Regions from separate parts of the Mus musculus genome. Here region 2 is linked to region 1. The links are chromatin contacts, called in public HiChIP or PLAC-seq maps. All regions are on one chromosome and are shown on one strand. Each heading gives the region's core, a stretch centred on a gene start, on an enhancer-like site or on the middle of the called end of the contact. The rest is flanking DNA. Distances are from core to core; before and after follow the strand shown. Region 1 overlaps Flt1 (FMS-like tyrosine kinase 1). Region 2 has its middle 22 kb from the start of Gm35592.

The links. HiChIP or PLAC-seq counts read pairs in DNA pulled down with a chosen protein or histone mark.
Region 2: an HNF4G HiChIP or PLAC-seq map of pancreatic cancer cells shows a contact between it and region 1. The contact joins two enhancer-like sites. A contact is called at or near these places in 1 of 15 datasets of contacts at CTCF or cohesin (the NIH/3T3 cell line), 2 of 484 Hi-C or Micro-C datasets (bone marrow-derived macrophages and nephron progenitors) and 2 of 115 datasets of contacts at active chromatin or transcription factors (pancreatic cancer cells and trophoblast stem cells).

Annotation. Positions count from the first base shown.
Region 1 is chr5:147,588,671-147,591,370 of GRCm38.p6, forward strand. It overlaps Flt1 (FMS-like tyrosine kinase 1), which reads right to left. Exons shown (of 30, transcript NM_010228.4): 19 at 1,092-1,205. Among named protein-coding and RNA genes, the nearest start is that of Gm35383, 70 kb to the right of the region's middle. Within about 2 kb of position 1,416, at least 60 of the 459 cell types and tissues checked have an H3K27ac peak or open chromatin away from gene starts, as enhancers often do. A contact at or near this core is called in pancreatic cancer cells and trophoblast stem cells, where this site is marked.
Region 2 is chr5:147,785,747-147,788,588 of GRCm38.p6, forward strand. No RefSeq gene overlaps it. Among named protein-coding and RNA genes, the nearest start is that of Gm35592, 22 kb to the left of the region's middle. Within about 2 kb of position 1,340, at least 52 of the 459 cell types and tissues checked have an H3K27ac peak or open chromatin away from gene starts, as enhancers often do. A contact at or near this core is called in pancreatic cancer cells and trophoblast stem cells, where this site is marked.

The DNA.
Region 1 (2,700 bases), core at 166-2,665:
GCTTCCGGTCAGCCCTCGAGACCTCAAACCAACCTGGTTTTATATGGGTAGGGCCCGAGAGTGCACCTGAGACTAGAGGCCATGAGTCAAGGCTCGATTCAGCTTCTGTGGCACAAAACCCGGCCTTGTTAATATAACCGAGAACATGGCCCTCTTCCAATAAAGTTTTATGAACACAGATATTTAAATGTCACCAAACAAAATACTCCTTTCTCTTCTTCCCCACCCCGATGATTCAAAGAGAGCCAGCCATGCTGAGCACAGAGGCTACCTGTCCTCTTCCCACCCTTCTGCAGTGAAAACAGTTTGGGGGGAAGGAAGCACCCCCTCATCCCTCAGGGCTCCAGAAAGGAAGTTGCTTCTAGAGCTGGGGTCTCCCCACCAAGGAGCAGGTTTGGCTGGGGTTCAGCTGCCCAGCCTTGGAGGCTCACATCTCAAAGGTACAAGGTTGAGGGACGCAGAATGCTGTCACTGGGGCAGGCGCTCGACTTATGCACGGTTAGGCGCTATGGGGAACTTGTCTGGTTCACGAGGACTCTTTCTGGCCTCCCAGCCCTCAGTGTCTCCTTCCATTGGCTCCCTTTTTTTCTTCCCCATGCTCCTCCACCTCTGCTTCGTGTTGGGAAACTGAAGACCATTTATTGTACAACTCCTTGGCGCCACTGGCATGACTTGAGCATCCGTTCACACCTACACCCAAGTATTCACCTTGCCACAGGGGAAGAGAGACCAGCAAGGGCATACTGGGGGTTCAACAGTTTATAGCCCAGCCATGTTCCTGTTACCTGTCTTGAGAGCTGATCAGAAAGGAGGGGCCTCTCTGATTATTTCCTATGTTACAACCACCCTGTGTGGTTGCTGGGAAGCTGCAGGGGGTGTGTAGCCTCTTAAACCTTTACCATCTCACGTTCAACTCCCCCAGTCATCCTGAGAGAAAAGGCCCTCCATTTGACCCAGAAGATCTAAAATGGAGTGTCTTTCTAACGATGAAGGACTGGGGCGGGGTGAGGGAGGGAGCCTTGTGAGTAGAGAGCTCCCCTCTCAGCAAGACAGATGGCGCAGATGGCGCAGGCCTCCTCCGTCTCCTTTACCTCCTTGCTTCGTGCAGGCTCCCAGGAGGTTAACCACATTCAGATGATGGCCGATGTGGGTCAAGATCTTGAGTTCGGTCATCAGAGCTTTGTACTCACTGGCTGTGGCCCCCTCTGTGTGAGAAGCAAGGAAAAGTCAGGGCTCTGGGACAATGGGGCTGCTTCCGCACTGCCCTGCACTGGAGGCCGCATGCCTGCAACCCTTGTTTGTCCTTGCTTCATTAACTTCCCCACATTCTGCGAAAGGCCAAGTCACCAGCCAGACTGTTTTTATTCCTCCCACCCCGCCTGAGCCAACATCCTTTGCACTGCACTGAGGCCCGCCGTGTGGATGGGGTTAGTCACCGGACGTTTCCTTCTGGTGGACCCGGCTGTGCTGACAATGTGCTGACTCAGAACTGGCACCTCACGTCCTCGGCTTTCCAGAAGCCTCCCTTCTAGCAAAAACAGGTGAGGCAAGAGCCCTGCAGGCAGGGGGCCCACCCACACCTTCCCTCCCAGTCTCCTTTCAGGGAGTCACCAGGAAGGAAAGAGGTTGGGGGCCTCTACGATATCAAGCTAACTGCGTATGTAACACCTTGGAACTGTGTTATTTTCTCTGTAGCCACCTTCACGCCTGGAATGCAAGGGTTATCTCAGGCAACAAGGATTTGTGTTTTCCGGCTCTTTTTTTTTTTTTTTTTTTTTTTTTTAATGTGTATAGCCTTGTGCTGGCACCATGTGTGTGGAGACCAGAAAAGGGCACCAGCCAGGACCCTCAGCACTGGAGTTACACATGGTTGAGCCACCATGTAGGCATTGGGAATGGAACCTGGGTCCTTTACAAGACAGCAAGTGTCCTTAACCTCCCCCCACCCCCTTTAACTTCACTCTTGGAGATGATCTGTGTCAGTCCAGGAACCAACAGTCTAGATTCTAGACTGAGTCCCGCCTGCTCTTTTTCCTATCATTCATTTTTGAGGTATTCATAATCTTAGTTGTTTTTTTTTTTTTTTTAAAGATACTAAAAAGTGTTTCTGTAAAATATTCCAACAGTATGAATATGGAGATCAGTGAAGGGGCGTGTGTGCACGCATGTATATGCTCACCCGTGCATGTGTATGTGTACATGTCTGCAGTGGGAGAGCCCAGCTCTAGCGTGTGCAAAGCTTTTCAGCACCGGAAAAGACAAATAATAAGAGATCGAAAGTCAACGTAAGGAGTCTGAGGTGCTAGAGTAAAAAGTGCAAGCCACTCTAATCTGCTTCCTTGAAGCAGTCACGGTCAACAAGGTGAGCTTCAGACCCTTCCATATGTACTTAAAAATACCCACCGAGGGCTAGCTCAGTGGCTCAGTGAGGAAGGAGCTTGCTGCTAAGGCTTGAGTTCGAGCCCCAGAACCCATGTGTGGAAGAAAAGGACTGACTCTTGCAAATGATCCTCTGACTTTCCTCTCTCTCTCTCTCTCTCTCTCTCTCTCTCTCTCACGCACGCACGCACGCACACACACACGCAGACGCTCACACACATTGATTCACCCCCCCCTTTTAATATCAGATTCTTCTCATCCTGCTTTATTTATTTTTCTTTTATGTGAGTGCTGAGAATTCAACTCGCCTCAAGGACAAGG
Region 2 (2,842 bases), core at 90-2,589, 200 kb after region 1:
AAGACTTGCTTTGGTCATGGTGTCTGTTCACATCAGTAAAACCACAAGTCAGCCACCTTGTTACAGTTTTTCTGCAAAGGGTTTACTGTCTGAGAATTGTTGGAAATGAGTCTGTTGAGGACAAAGACTGTGTCTGCATCCAGGTTGTCCATCCTCATTCATGCCAGATGAAATGGGAGACACGGGAGAAGCCCTTTCCCAAGCACCCCAGTGTCTGGTGGAACTTATGTCTAAGTTCTCTCAATGGTAGCAGGAAGAACCTCTTTCCCTTGCTTGGGAGACTAAGGGATGAGGAGTCCAAGGTTGTTTGTCCTGATACCCACAGACAGACACACAGACACAAATCCTGGAGGACCTGCCTAGCACAGGTGCATTGGTTTTGTGAGAGAGACCTGATGAAAGATGCCGACAGGTTTCTGTTCAGAACTTATGAGGAAATTTTAGAACGTGTCAGCAAGGCATTATACCAGCACATGCTCTTCTGATTAGGGGGCTCTGGACCCTTTGTCTTCCTGGACAGACAGACAGCTTTTGTGAACACTGGAACATTCTCTTCCCCACCCATCTCGGAGCTCTGCAACACATCTCTTCCTAGGCTCCAGATCCATCTGCTGTCTGTCTGTCTGTCTGTCTGTCTGTCTGTCTCCCCCACCTCTTTCTCTCTGTCTTCCCCATTCTCTCCTCTCTTTCTTTTTCTCCCACTCTCCCTCACTCCCTCCTTCCCCCTCCCCCTTTTCTCTCCTTCTCTCCCCCTTCTCCCTGTCTCTCCCTTCCTGACTCCAACTCTTGTAAGACCTGTAGCCTAGCCAACCTCTGGCTTCAAACCCCAGGCTTATTTCAAAGCTAATTCTAGCCTCCCTATATCTCTTTCAGAAAAATCCCATAAACACTAAGTTTTATCCCATTTGATATAAAAAAGGATGGTGACTCCTCAGTCCTCCCGGGGTCCTGCAGGTATGACACAGTGGCCATGCTCAGAGGATCAAGAAAGATCCAGAAAGACAGTGATGTCCCCAACTCCCCATGGCTGTGCATTTGTCCGGCCATCCTTTCGAGTGGTGGGCAGATCCTCAAATTTCCAAATGTTCTTGTGTGCGTCCTTCATCTCAGTGGGACTGCTGTACAGAGTTCTCTAGCCCCACGGCTACAGCAGGGATCTGAGGATGCACCCAGGGCCCGGGACAAGGAGAAACCACGGCACTGCGTGAATCAGAGCTGTGAGCCTTTCCCCAGCTTGTGCTTGCTCAAGCAGAAGAGGAAATGCTCTACACATCTCTCTACCACCCCCCTCCCCTTTATAGAAACCACTTTGAGATAGTTCTCATCTAGCAAGTGTATCTAAGTGACTCATAAAAGAGTCTATTCATGGACCTTTCTTCAGAGAACTCAATGAAGTGACTCACACATCTATTTACTAGACTTTATTGGGAATGTTAGGTGAAATCCTTTCCCCTGGGAACAGGAAGTTTTTGATGTTTCTTATCCAGAGGACATGGGGACACGATCACAGCCGGAAGACTGGCTTTCTCAGTAAGGGATGCTAGTAGGGTCCCCAGAGAGAACTTTGTGGAAGCAGGATTCCGAGTCTCTGTTCGAGGCAGTTCTCCATTGCCCAAGGAAGTGCTGATGACCGACTTTTAAGGAGAAAAGATTCCATTAGCACCAACCCATGCTAGCTCTGTTAGCTCTGCTGCCTTGAGAGGCAGACTGTCACAGCAGAGACGAATAGCACTGCAGAGCTCAGAGGCAGAGAGGGGGAGCGAAGTGTCCCACAGTCAAACCCCCCCCCCCACATACCATTTTATTCTCTCCTATTTTGAAACAGGACCTCATTATATAGCCTAGAATATACTGGAACTTACAATCCTCCTGCCTCAGTCTCCCAAGCTCTGAGATTATGGGTGTGTTCACATAGTCACAACCAGCTACATACCCCTCCCCTTGATGACACCCCCCCCCCAGGTTTCTAAAGGCCTTCTACTAGACCCCAATTTTTAACTAGACTGACCTTTAACATATGGGTCTTTGGAGAACATTCTAGATTGAAGCTATAACAGTTTTCAGAAGGCACGTTTGACTATTGTTTCAATGATCAAAAGTAATGGAAGGCAAAAGGTTTAACAGTGTTTCCTTTGTAAATATATTTCCTATGTAATATATTTATAATTTTTGTTTTAAAATTTTACTTTTTATTTTTTTGTGTATTGGTATTTTGCCTACATGCATATAAATATACTACATACACATACATACATACATGTACAATACACGCATACATACATACATGCACACATACACACATACATACATGCACACATACATACACACACATACACACACACAACATACATGCATGCATGCATGCATACATACATACATACATACATACATACACACAACATACATACATGCATATATACATACATACAACATACACACATACATACAGTGACTATGGAGACCAGGAGAGAGCACTGATCCCCTAGAGCAGAAGTTAAGGGCAATTTTGAGCTGCCACATGGATGTTTGGAAATGAACCCAGGACCTCTGCAAGAATAGCAAGTGCTTGTAAACTCTGAGCATCTCTCCGGGGCCCTGTTGTGAATCTTTAGGGAAGAGTGAAAGAAGAAAAGATAGCATCACAGGGCTTAACTTCTGAGCCTTGGGGACTTGGATCTGTCACTTTCTCATCTTTGGGGACACTAAGACATAACCCATCACCAGAAAGCAGGGAAGTGGAGTTAGAGCAGTCCCACTATGAGCTTTGCCCATTGCAAAAGGGCGGGGCATCCACCCACCCACCCACAGCACATAGCAGAAGGCTCTGAACCCAGCACACTCT